Regions from separate parts of the Mus musculus genome. Here region 2 is linked to region 1. A link is a contact called in public Hi-C data. All regions are on one chromosome and are shown on one strand. The core of a region is the stretch at or near the end of the contact, and the rest is flanking DNA. Distances in the headings are between cores, read along the strand shown. Region 1 has its middle 45 kb from the start of Ccn3. Region 2 overlaps Gm2491 (predicted gene 2491).

Region 1 (6,472 bases), core at 1,105-3,604:
TTGGTTTAAAAAGCATAGCTAGAGAGGGTGGTGTTTTAGGTCTTAAATAGGAGCCTACTACTGCTGTTTCGCTAAATAGTCATCTTGTGAAACTACCTTCTGAACATTTATTTTTATATACATGGATTTATTTTTAACCCTAGGTGGAGAAGCTTCTCTTTGTAGTTGTTAATGAAGAGTTCCGTAGGTGGTTAAGATGGTAAGAAGAAGGAACTGCAGAACGCTCAGCCCTGAGGGAGCATCCCATATCAACTCTTACGGGGCTCAGGACACATTGTGGAAGAGGGGACAGAAAGAGTGTGAAAGCGGGAGGGTGGGGAAGAATGCTGTGTAATGGATAGACGTAAGGGGGCAAAGGAATCACTTGTGATTTTTGACAGTACAGGGCTTGGTGTAACTATAAGCCTTTAAATTTTTTGATCTTTTTGACATTGAAAAGTTTTAAGGCCTAGATAAAATATTAAAGCCTGGATGGGATGTTAAGTTAGACAGAACGTTCATGCTGAGGAAAAACGTTCATGTTGAGGTAACAGTTATTTGATTAGCCTGCCATTCTAAGGAAAATTTCTCACATGTTTCTGCTTACTAGGAAACTTTCTAATACCAATATTGATTACATAGTCTGTTATGTTCTGTGCCCCTGGAAACCAACCACAATAGAAGTCAGTAGAACTGTTTTGTATAGTTATCTACAGTAAGCTTGGACCTATCTGAACGGACTATCCAACATACACTGAATCTGTGTATAAGCTTTTAAGGTATAAGGGATAGACCCCAACATAAGAGACACCTGTACTAAGATAAGAAACCATTTGGAATAAGACTTCTATTTTGAGTAGCGGTTCAGTAAAGTTTAAGTTCCCAAGACCTCCCTGGAAACTGACATTCTGGTTGGTAAGTCAAGACATGAATGTTAGACAAGTCCCATCCTTGAAGACAAGTTAGGGCATGCATATAGACAAGGCCTTCTACCACAGTAGTTTGTGTGTTTTGTGAGATAATCCCTGGACCCCAACTAAAAGCATCATATAGGCTAAGCAGTCGCAGTCCAGACTCTTGCTTGTTTAGTGTATAACCATCAGTGAATTGCTCTTGGTCATCTGTGATTCCCACCCTGTGAAGGTAGACTTATGGGGATGACATCACCCTGCAGAGGTCATGAGGAAGAGTTGTATGATTTTGATAACGTGTACAAAAAAGATGTTATGTACTAAAAACATTTTACTAATGTTATTTTTAATCATAATGAAATACTTTTTTATGTTTGTAACTTGTTCTCATGTCTATTCCTATAGTCAATATTTTCCCAAACCAATTCATCATGATTCACTTCTGATGCAGTTAAGTGACTTGATTTAGGTCAGCCAGGAAGTTGAGTACCAAGTTAGGAGCACCAAAATATGAACACAGTTCTCTGTGATTTCAAGGCTCACAGCATTAATGGAGTACTGTCTAGAAGTGGAAATGACCATGTTTTAGCTGTCTAAAATTCCTATCTCTGAACTATAGTAACAATGAATAAAAACTGATTCTGTAGGATAATTCTAAAATCATGGATGTTCTCAACCAGGGATAGGTGTGTGTGCATGTGTGTGTGTGTGTTTGTGAGTGTATGTGTGTGAATGCATGAGTGCTGGAGTGCTGTGTAGTATTAGGGATAAGGTGTGTTTGATGTGATATAGTGACGATATTGTATCTGTGTGTGCTAGATATGGTAAAATAAATGTTAAAAGATGAGTTATGCCTGGACAAGCTGGATAGGAAGGATGAAGATTAGAAGATAAGAAGAATCTTCTTTATCTGGGAAGGAAGGCCTCGGCGATGTCGTTCTAGATGTAGGGAGTTTCTTCCACTTTGCCAGAAAAGGGAGAGTCTGGCTGGATAATGCTAGGGCTGGTGTGATCAGCCAAGTGCATAGCAGGAGTCTATAGTTGGTGAGGTAGAAGGCTATTAGATCAACATTTGTTCTTTAGAAATGTTCATTTGTTATTCTTAGGAGTGCTTTTTACTTCTTCTCCAGAAAACCACAGCTCTGAGTATTACTCTTGAATAATGCCTAACACTCATTTGGCAATGAGTTAGACAGACTGCTGTTACAGATTCAATAAAAAACAGCTTTTTAAAAAACCCTCACACAGCTGCTTGAGGAAACTGATCTCTTTACATGTGGTCTCATCTCCAAAGAAAAAGGAATTAAAAAAAAAAAAAAAGAGTCATCTCCCCAGAGTGGGGAAAAGTAGACATATTTTATTTTGGGTCAAGATTTCATTGACCAAACACCCAATGTTACCAAAGCAGAAGCCCGGTCACAGTAGCTGGAATTCAATAGCTGGCTAATTTTCTTTTCCACAGTTCCCTCAGTGTCTCCAGCTCCACCCTTTCCTACTTGGCCTGTGTTTACAGAGCCTTAGGCACAGTCATGCTGGTTGATTTCATGTAATCATGGTTAAAGGGATCAGCAGCCTGTGTCTAGTTGCCTGGTCAGTCGCTGTTGACTGCTGAGCACTCTGACAGGATCATCTGTGGCCAGGGAGAGAGAATGACATGAAACTAGGCATAAGACCATAAGATGCCATTCAATGTTTGAAGAGAGCGAATGGTCTACGAGCTAGATTACAAAGTCTAGTGCATGAGTACAGGCAGTGAGGTTATATAGGGACTGTGTTTTGAGGAGCAATTCGTCTTTGTAAAGAGAAGCATCCATGGGTTGACTTCAGAAAAATCGGTGCAGTTCAGGAGGATGAAGCTTGGGCCTCTGTCCCAGAAGTAATAGAAATCTAGATGATCTTTTGTTGTTTTGTTTGTTGTTGTTATTAAAGAAAATCTCCAGAGTTGTTATGTTGGCAACTAATTTAAGGTATGTATTTTAATTGTGTTTCTGTAAATAAAAGACATATGTACATTGCATTGCACACATCGTATAGGAAACCACTTTGTAACTTCCAAGGGCAGAGAGATGAGAAGAACAGCAGATACAAAGCAGTTCGGTGAGTGTTTTGATAGGAGAGGCCTAGGTGTCCTTTAAGACTAGTGGCAAGGCCAGAATACGCTGACTAAACAAAGTGGCCTCCAACTTGACCAGAGCTGGATGGGTGAAAGGCAGTACAGTGAGGCAAACCCCAAAGGCTGAGACTGGGGAACCATGGTTCACAGGGTGTCTTAGTCAGTGTTTTAACTGTGACAAAACACCATGACCAAAAAGCAAGTTGGGGAGGAAAGGGTTTATTTGCCTTACACTTCCAGATCATAGTTCATCACTGGAGGAAGTCAGGACAGGAACTCACTCAGGGCTGGAATCTGGAGGCAGGAGCTGATGCGGTGGTCGTGGAGGGGTGCTGCTTACTGGCTTGCTTCCCGTGGCTTGCTCAGCTGCCATTTTCTAAAACCCAGGACTACCAGCCCAGGAATGGCACCACCCTCAATGGTGCCCCATTGATCACTAATTGAGAAAATGCCTTCCAGTTGGACCCAACTGTGGTTCCTTTCTCTGTGATGACTCTAGCTCGTGTCAAGCACACACACACACACACACACACACACACACACACAGAGGCACATACACACACACAAAGGGCTGCTATTTACAATTAGGCAAATGGAGTCTATGGCAAGTTGATTTCTGCCTTTTGTAATCAAAGAATATTGAGATATTAGTATTTTTCTCAGTGATGAAGTCAATAAATGTGATGGCAGGATTGATCAGAGACCACTTAGAACTCACACCGGTAACAGTGGTAACAGTAACTGTGCTTTTTGGCAGCTATTAGCCATTCTGTAAAGGAAGAGAACAAAGAACCTGATGACTTGGTCAATGGCTGACTCAATTGTTGTCATCACAGCTTCTTTTTTGAGTCTGGTCTTCACATAGATCAGGAGCCTTTAGGCTGACTTTATGCTAATGGAATTTGAGACCATTAAAACACTCAACTTTGATTATACATCCTGCCCTCTAACCTAATTCAAGTGGAATGTGGGTACCTTCATGGAGCTTTTTATAAAAGGTGAGGCACCCAGAGGCTGGTGAAGGGCTCATCCTTATAAGGATGGCATGCTGGAGAGTGCATGCGTTAAGGTTGCACGCACACTGAGAGAGTGAAGAACGAATCTTGCTACTAAGTGGAATGACCCAGGACAGAGTCAGAACAAGGATGCTACTTCAACATGGTAGGAAACCATGGGATGTTGGACTCAAAAGACTTGAGATCATAAAAGTCCTGGGGGAAAAAAGGAGAGAAATGGTTTCACCCTAAGGGACTCTCAAGAACCTTCATAACTAAACACAAAAGATACCTTTTGGGGTCAAGACTATTGTTAGATATAGGGTAAAAGTTAGTGGAAATTTGATGCTCGTCATACATGTCTGCATCCTGCTTTTGATGACTGCATGGCACTTCTGTAGGAGAATGCCCCTGCTACTAGGATTCCACACTCAGCATGTGGTTGAGGCATCATGCCTACACTGACTTCAATTGAGCTGTTAAAAGTCTTTACTGTAGCAGACGATATGGGTCCTTGGGTAAAGCACCCATTCTGACAACCTGAATTCCATCCCCAGGACCCACTTTGTGGAAGAACAAAACCAAAAAATTCCAAGTTTTTCTCTGACCTCAACACACATAATGTGGCACATGTATACACACTGACACACAGACACAAGCAAACACACACACACATACACATACACACACACAGAGTTCAGAGTTTAAAAACTGAATTCAGGAGAGATAAAATTAATGAAGACAGTTCAAGTTAAAACGAGGATGAAATTGCAAAACTCAGTAAACCAATTGAATCCCGAGGAAAGCCTTGCTGGTCCAATAGACTAGGACGAATAGAAAATAGAATAGAATACCAGGACTTGAAGACAGAGTAGAGGAAGAGTACCACTCAATCACAGAATATTAAAACATACAAAAGGATCATGTAAGAACTTTGAGATACCATGAGAAGATCAAATTAATTAATTTTGATCATAGAACAAAGAAAGGAATAACAGGTCTATTATATGGACCATATCTTCAACTGAATAATAGAAGAAATCCTCCCCAAATTAAGGAAAACATACCCAATAGAGGAAGCACACAGAGTAGCAAATAGGAGCAGAATGAAAACTCCCCCTGGTGTATTGTGGTTAAAACAATAAAGGCATAGAACAAAGAATGGGTATTGAAAATTGAAAGATAGCTGGGCGGTGGTGGCTCACTCCTTTGATCCCAGCTCTCGGGAGGCAGGCAGAGGTTGATGGATCTCTGTGAGTTTGAGGCCAGCCTGGTCTACAGAGTGAGTTCCAGGACAGCCAGGATTACACAGAGAAACTCTTTCCTGACACTGCTTTCCACCCCAAAAAAACTGAAAGAGAAAAACCACAAGTTACATATAAAGGAAAATCTATCAGAATAACAAATGACTTCTCAATGGGAAAAAAGTGTGCTGTATGTGTGTGTGTTGTATATGTGTGGGATGAGGGTGGTGTGTGTGTGTCTGTGGTGTGTATGTGTGTGGTGTGTTATACATGTGTAGGATGTGTGTTGTGTGAGATATGTGGTGTGTGTGTGTGTTTGTTTGTGTGTGTGTGCGTGTATTTAATGGCACTGGGAATTGAAACTATTCCCTTGTACATCCTAGACAAATGCTCTACTGCTAAGTCTCATTTCCAATTTATGGTTTAATGAACCATGATCTTATTATATAACTCAGATAAACCTTCAATTTGTTGTACAATCCAGGCTGTCCTTAAGCTTTCAATCCTCCTGCCCACTCCAAGTGATGAGATTACAGGTGTACTGGCCAGTTTCATGTCAACTTGACACAGCTGGAGTATCACAGAGAAAGGCACTTCAGTTGGGGAAATGCCTCCATGAGATCCAACTGTAAGGCATTTTCTCAATTAGTGATCAAGGGGGAAAGGGCCCTTGTGGGTGGGACCATCTCTGGGCTGGTAGTCTTGGTTCTATAAGAGAGCAGGCTGAGCAAGTCAGGAGAAGCAAGCCAGTAAAGAACATCCCTCCATGGCTTCTGCATCAGCTCCTGCTTTCTGACCTTCTTGAGTTCCAGTCCTGACTTCCTTTGGTGATGAACAGTAGCATGGAAGTGTAAGTCAAATAAACCCCTTCCTCCCCAACTTGCTTCTTGGTCATGATGTTTGTGCAGGAATAGAAACCCTGACTAAGACAACAGGTGTACATCCTATCTCCCTGCTAGGAAAGCACTTTAAAAAAAAAAAAAACCCACATATTTGTCAATCTCATCTCCGGAGAATCTTGATGGATACCCTGGGGGCTGATCCTGAATGATGTTACATTATTTCCAGGAGAGTTTGCTGTGAGAGTCCAGAAGGGGTGGGGGAATACAGGCCCCAGATTCTGGTGGGAAAGTGGGATGCATACTGGAACAAAGAAGTTGTCAATTAGAGCTGAGTATGCAGACCACACCCATTCACATTCTATCACTGAGTCAGGGAAACCACAAGCCA
Region 2 (6,472 bases), core at 2,154-4,653, 190 kb before region 1:
ATACATCCTGGAGGAAGGAAATAATGATGTCACTGGCCAAGGGCCTCAACACAGCCAGAAGTAAGAGTCAGATCGGCTGAGTGATACTGGGAGGGAAAGCAATTGATTCCTTGTTTTGTTTGAAGACAGTGAGGGCATCAAAATAAGGAATAGGCAGTTGTACCTTCATGCCTGTCCTCAACCCTCTAAGCAGAAAGTGGTGCCCAGAAGTATTCTCTGAGAGAAGTAATTTATGTAGGGACCTCTCTTGCTTCTGCTTCTCATTATATGCATATATATATATATATATTCTTCTCATATAATCCATCCTGACCACTGTTTCCCCTCCCTCCCCTCTTCCCAGCACCTCTCCACTGTCCCTTTCCCCCAGACCAACTCCTGTCCATCTCTCCTCAGAAAAGAGCAGGCCTCCAAGAGACAACAATGAAACACAGGACAACAAGATACAATAAAGCAAGGCAAGAGCTGTCACACCAAAGCTGGACAAGGCAACCAAACTAACAGGAGGAGACGAGTCCCAAGAGTAGGCAAAAGAGTCAAAGACATGCGTGTTCCCACTATTAGAAGTTTCACAAGACACCAAGCTAACAGCCATGACATCTACACAAAGGGTCTGGTGCTGACCCACATGGGCCCCATGCATGCTGCTTCAGTCTCTGTGAGCCCATGGGAGCCCTTGGTTGATTCAATGGGATGTGTTCACCTGGTGTCCTGTATCTCCTCTGACCCCTAGAATTCTTCAGCTAACTTCTCTGCAGGGTTCCCTAATCTCTGAGGGGAAGGGCCCTCGGAGGCCTCCAATTTAAACGCTCTCCATAAGCTGACATTTACTTTCCAATCATGTTAGTCTTCAGTTTTCTCTTGTTCTTCCACCAACAGTGTGTTATCACCACCGTGCAACCGTGACCTTCACTTTATTTTCTCATCCATAAGTGATGCAAATGGATTAAACGGCATTAAAAACTCTTCTTTCTAGAATTCTGAAAGTGTATATGACTCCTGCAGCCAAGAAGCCTCTGGTCTCTCAGCAGTCAAAACTAGGCACAAGGCAAGCCACAAATTCAAGGGTCTGATTACACTGATTTAGGATTCTCTATTGACATCTCTATTGACTTCTTTGGAGATCAAGTGTCCCATAAAAAGATTAAGCTGAGTTGCCTAATCTTAAGATTAAACTAAGTTAGCCAGGCGTGGTGGTGCACGCCTTTAATCTCAGCACTTGGGAGGCAGAGGCAGGTGAATTTCTGAGTTCCAGGACAGCCAGGGACAGCCAGGACTATACAGAGAAGCATGTCTTGGAAAACAAACAAACAAACAAACAAACAAAAGAAAAAAGAAAAAAAAGATTAAACTAAGTTGCTCTGTTACCCTCACATTGCTGCATTGGCCAATTTATAAATATATTAAATGCATATGAGGAATGTGTCAAGAAAAAAATTAAACTGAGTCTCTGTCAAATTGAAAGGACCAGGAAAAGAGTTCAGATAACTTTTCAGCTCCATGAAAAGAAGCCAGAATGAACTAGTATAGTCTCAAGTGCTACAGGGAATTGTTTACTTGTTGGTATGGGAGGACTTCTCTCCCTCAGTCCTTAGTGTGGAATACTTTCCTTGGCCTTAGATGCTGTCTCTTGGTTCTCTCCATTGCTATAGCATCTCATAAGGCTGTATACAAGAGACTAAAATTCACTTCCTGACTTACAGGTAAATGTATGTCTAATTTTCAAGATCTGGGAACATTAGTTTACATCATGGATCTGACAACTGCAACCAAAGTACTGTTTGCGATTAAAGTGAAAGAAACATCATGGCTTGTGCCCATCATTTCTGTTTTACACACAGAGAACAAAGCATGGTGAAGTTTAAGTGTGGTTCTGTTCTTTAACTAGTGGATTCTCTTCTCTCTACCTCCCTCCTTCCCTCCGTCTTTTTGTCCCCCCTCCCTCCCTTTCTTCCTTCCCTCCTTTTCTTTCTTTCTGTTTGACAAATACCAATGAGCTTACAATGTTCAAAGTACTAATGCTAAGCTCCCAGACACCCCAGAGACTCATTATTTATGCAAACATAAGCAAGAATATGCAAAGTATGTGAATTTACTAGAGCTACCATAACAAAGCACCACTGACTACATAGTTTAGACAACAGCAGTATATTCTCCAGCCATTCTAGACCCTTCACATGAGGAAGCCACTGAGTTGGCTTTTTGAAGGCTTCTCTCTTTGCTTGTTGCTCAGCCTTCTCTGTCTTTGCTTTGCTTTTTTGATTTTTCAAGACAGGGTCACTCTGTGTATCCCTGGCTGTCCTGGAACTCACTCTGTAGACCAGGCTGACCTCAAAGTCAGAGATTTACGATCAAAGAGGAGAGCCACCACATGCATTTTCTTTGCATGCATTTTCTTCAGATCCTAACCTCTCCTTGCAAAAACAATAGCCATCTTTAACCATATCCATATAACCTTACTTTATCTTAGTTGTCTTTCCATTTTGGGGACTTATTTATTTTTATTTTATGTGTATTTTATTTTTGTCTGCTCCTATGTAAGTGTGCTGCATGCGTTTTTCCTAAGGAGGCCAGAAGAGGGCACTGGATCCCTCTAGAGTCATGGAGGCTTGTAAATCTTCCTATGGGTGCTGGGAGCCTAGCCTGGGTCTTCTGCAAGAGCAGCAAGTTGTCCTAACAGTCTCTCCTTACTTACCTTTTAAAAGATTATTTATATCCAAGCTAGTTGTATTCTAAGGTACCAGAGTTTAGAATTCAACACACAAGGAGCTGGAGAGATGTCTCAGTCAACCATGAGAAACCAGCAAGCAATAAGACCTGAGTTCCAATCCCTGGAACTTATTCGAAAGCTAGGAATGGCCAGGAACACTGTAACCCCAGCATGGATGGAGACAGGAGGATTCGCAGGGCTCAAAGACCAGATAGTCTAGCAAATCATGAGGCCTGAGTTGAGAGAGAGAGAGAGAGAGAGAGAGAGAGAGAGAGCCTGTCTCAAAAAATAAGGGGAGGGGGAGTTATGAAGCAGACATTCCAACCTGAGACTTCCACACGCATATGCATATCCATCCTCCATCCTCAGCTCCAAGGAAATTCAATATATGAATGTTGTGGGCTGAGGGGTTGTGGATTCAGTCCACAATGCACCCTTGATTCACAAAGGGGAGATGCTCCTAGGAATTCTACTAAAGCTGGGTTTTCTCTTCTCCTCCTTCCAGGTTTAATAAGTTAATAAATGTTGTAACAAATTGAAAATGAACTTAAAAATCCAAAACATTAATTTTTTTTCCTACTCATTCAGGATTTTGCTGTTTGATAAAGACTGATTTTTTTCTCCACTTTTTTCTCACTAAGCTGTGTTAACCAGCCCCATCTGTTTTGTTTACTAAGTCCTTAGTTACAGCCTGCAGCTGACGTAGGATGTCTTGCACTGGAAATGTGCACACAATGTACAAGCTCTTGAAGGAGAAGAAAGAAAGAAAGAAAGAAAAAACCAGTATTTTACTAGCCTTAGGCTGAGATTTATTATAGGGAGGATTGCAAGGGTATTAAAAAAGGGATGGGTAATGTTGACCAATTTTCTTGTAATGAACACAGATGAATTGCCTGGACTTGAATAAAAGGAAACAATGTGATTTGAGGTCAGAGGGAACTACATGACCTTAAGGTTACCGGCTGTGTTTATCAACAGGAAATCAAAAGCTTGTTAAAGATACTTCTGTTTCCGTAGGGGGCATTTTCATCTCTGACCTTGGGCTTGACCTATATAAACCCTTGTGAAATGATGAAAGGGAATGCAGAATCTCATTTATGTGCCAATTTTTGTATTACCGTAGGATTTTTTTTTCTCAAACAGTGGTAAAGTACTTGCCTAGTGTGCATGCAGCTCTGGGTTACATCCCTTGCATTGCAAAATGATGATGGTGGTGGTAGTGCTAATGCACATAGATGTCTTTGGTTTGTCTGGGCAACACTGGATTGTGGTTATTTTATGTGGCAAAATTCACATTTTAAGTGATGTCTTGCTCTGGAAATATGCACACATTGTACAAGCTTTTGAAGGAGTGGGAGGAGGAAGAGGAGGAGAGGGAGAGGGGGAGAGGGGGAGGAAGGGAAGGGGGAGGGGGAGGATGGGGAGGATGGGGAGGAGGGGGAGAGGGGGAGAGAGGAAGAGTGAGAGGGGGAGGGGAGGGGGAGGGAGAGAGGGGGACACGGGGAGAGGGGGAGGAGAGAGAGGGGGAGAGGGGGGAGAGAGGAGAGGGAGGAAGAAGGAGAAGAAGAAGAAGAAGAAGAAGAAGAAGAAAAAGAAGAAGAAGAAGAAGAAGAAGAAGAAGAAGAAGAAGAAGAAGAAGAAGAAGAAGAAGAAGAAGAAGAAGAAGAAGAAGAAGAAGAAAAGAAGAAGAAGAAAGACACCACCATCACCACAATAATTTCCTGGCCTTAGGCTGAGATTTATTATAGGGAGTATTTTAGGGTATTAAAAAATGGATGGGTAATGTTAACCAATTTTCTTTCTAACTTGATCTTTATCCACCGGAAATATTTTTTCATAAAACATTGTTGTGGTTTGAATAAAAATAGCCCCCATAGGCTCATAAATTGGAATGCTTTAGTCACCTTTAGTCACCAGGGAATGTCACTATTTGAGAAGGATTAGAATGTGACTTTGTTGGAATAGATATGGCCTTGTTGAAGGAAATGTGCCACTGTGTGTGTGTGTGGGGGGGGTTGAAGTTTCAAAAGTTCATGCCAGGCTCTCTCTCTCTCTCTCTCTCTCTCTCTCTCTCTCTCTCTCTCTCTCTCTCCCTCTCTCCCTCTCTCTCCTTTTTCTCTACCTATGGATCAGGAGGTAGCTGTTAGCTACTTCTTCACCACACCTGCCTGCCACACTGCTTCCAATCATGATGATAATGGACTAAAACCCTGAAACTGTAAGCAAGTCCCAATCAAATGCTTTCATCTATAATAGCCGGTTTGGTTATGGTGTCTGTTCACAGCAATACAAGAGTGAATAAGCAGATGTTAGTACCAGGGACTGGGGTATCACAGAGACAGGCTGACCATGCTGCTTGTTCCCAGAATGTGGACTTTGGGATTCTGGATTAGGAAAGAAGTTGAACAGGGCTTAATGCCCCATACTAGTTTCTACTTCAGTGGTTCTGAAGGTAGTTCAAACTGTGGGGAGTCCAGCTCAATAAGTTTCAGAGGGGAAGAAATTAGTAAGTGGCCTAGAGATCATTCTTGTGACATTTTGACAAAGAATGTTGACTGGGTTTTGTCCTTTTCCTAAAAATTTTTCCTGAAGCTAAATTGAAAAGGTTTGGAGTAATAGCATTGGCAGAGGAGATTTTAAGACAGCCTACTATTGACTGTCATGTGGTTATTAGTGATCACTATTGTGCAGTTCTATTATGAAAAGAAGCAAGCTAAGCAAGGAAAAAATACAAAATATACAGTTTGAGGAGAAAAGGAGTACCAGGGAGTATAATAGAGCTAAGTCAAGAAGATAGAAAGTTTAAAGAAAAGCCTAATACTAAGTGGAATAAAGACAGTAGCTAAGTTTTGCCTTGTGAAAAGAAATTCAAGGAAACTTTAAACTGTAATGAAAGCTATCAACAACAGAAAGCTGGCACAAATGTGTTTGAACAAGGAGGGTATGTTTCAGTCCCATCAAGCAGAAGAACTTGGAAGCTTTGGCCACATGGTTCTGGTTTTAGAATCAAGGATACAAGTAAGGGTTGTAGAATTTCCCTCCATAGCTAAGGAAAGCTTCCGAGGCAGGTGTGTGTTCAGGGCATGTGTCCCTGTAAGGAAACCCAGAGAGAACACTCCAAAAGGCTCTGAAAGGGAAGCCTGGATTCTGTTGGAAAGCCTAAGATGTTGTAGATGCCAGAGTTATGGGATACCTGCCAACGACAGCTGTTAACAGGTCGTAGAACCAGCTTAAGAGAATGAAAATGAAGTATGTTGAAATCAACAAGCTGAAATGAGTCTGAGATCTGAAGAGCCCTTTGATATCAGACTCGGAGATGCAGAATTTGGAGTTTACACTACTGGCTTTCAGTCTTTCTTTGGTCTAGCATTTCTTCACTATGCTTTCTTTTATCTCTTTTAGAATGTAATGTGTATTCTGTGCCACTGAATTCATGTTGGAAGTATGCGATCTGCTTTTTTTAATTCTGATTTTACAAGTTATTCTTTGGTTGTCTAAGAGCCTTCCCTGGTCTTTGCAGCATGCTAGTAGGTTGAGAATTGTAAGCCCCTCAAGGCACACTAGTGGGTAGGCTCCTCCTCTCAGGACCCCCAACCACAGTTTCCACCCACAGAACACTAACTGTGCGAAAGCCTGACTCAACTCAGGCCCTACAGAGAAAAACGTCCAAGCTTTGGACTTGAAAACCCACTAATCCCCACTCTGGAAAGCTCCACCCTGGAAACTCTATAAAAAACCATGTCTTCTGCTGAGTTCTCTGCT

Evidence for each region. A called contact is a pair of places that touch in the nucleus more often than the background predicts.
Region 2: a contact with region 1 is called in a Hi-C map of uterus. The contact joins two enhancer-like sites. A contact is called at or near these places in 1 of 39 promoter capture datasets (embryonic stem cells), 2 of 15 datasets of contacts at CTCF or cohesin (the NIH/3T3 cell line and embryonic stem cells), 29 of 484 Hi-C or Micro-C datasets (the HPC-7 cell line, bone marrow-derived macrophages, differentiating embryonic stem cells and 11 more), 3 of 115 datasets of contacts at active chromatin or transcription factors (bone marrow-derived dendritic cells, differentiating embryonic stem cells and embryonic fibroblasts) and 1 of 9 other capture datasets (embryonic stem cells).

What each region holds. Positions count from the first base shown.
Region 1 is chr15:54,787,368-54,793,839 of GRCm38.p6, reverse strand. No RefSeq gene overlaps it. Among named protein-coding and RNA genes, the nearest start is that of Ccn3, 45 kb to the right of the region's middle. Within about 2 kb of position 2,354, at least 17 of the 459 cell types and tissues checked have an H3K27ac peak or open chromatin away from gene starts, as enhancers often do. A contact at or near this core is called in uterus, where this site is marked.
Region 2 is chr15:54,976,667-54,983,138 of GRCm38.p6, reverse strand. Gm2491 (predicted gene 2491) reads left to right here. Exons shown (of 5, transcript NR_155513.1): 2 at 1-60; 3 at 344-458; 4 at 977-1,048; 5 at 1,704-1,806. Among named protein-coding and RNA genes, the nearest start is that of Gm2491, 7.0 kb to the left of the region's middle. Within about 2 kb of position 3,403, at least 7 of the 459 cell types and tissues checked have an H3K27ac peak or open chromatin away from gene starts, as enhancers often do. A contact at or near this core is called in uterus, where this site is marked.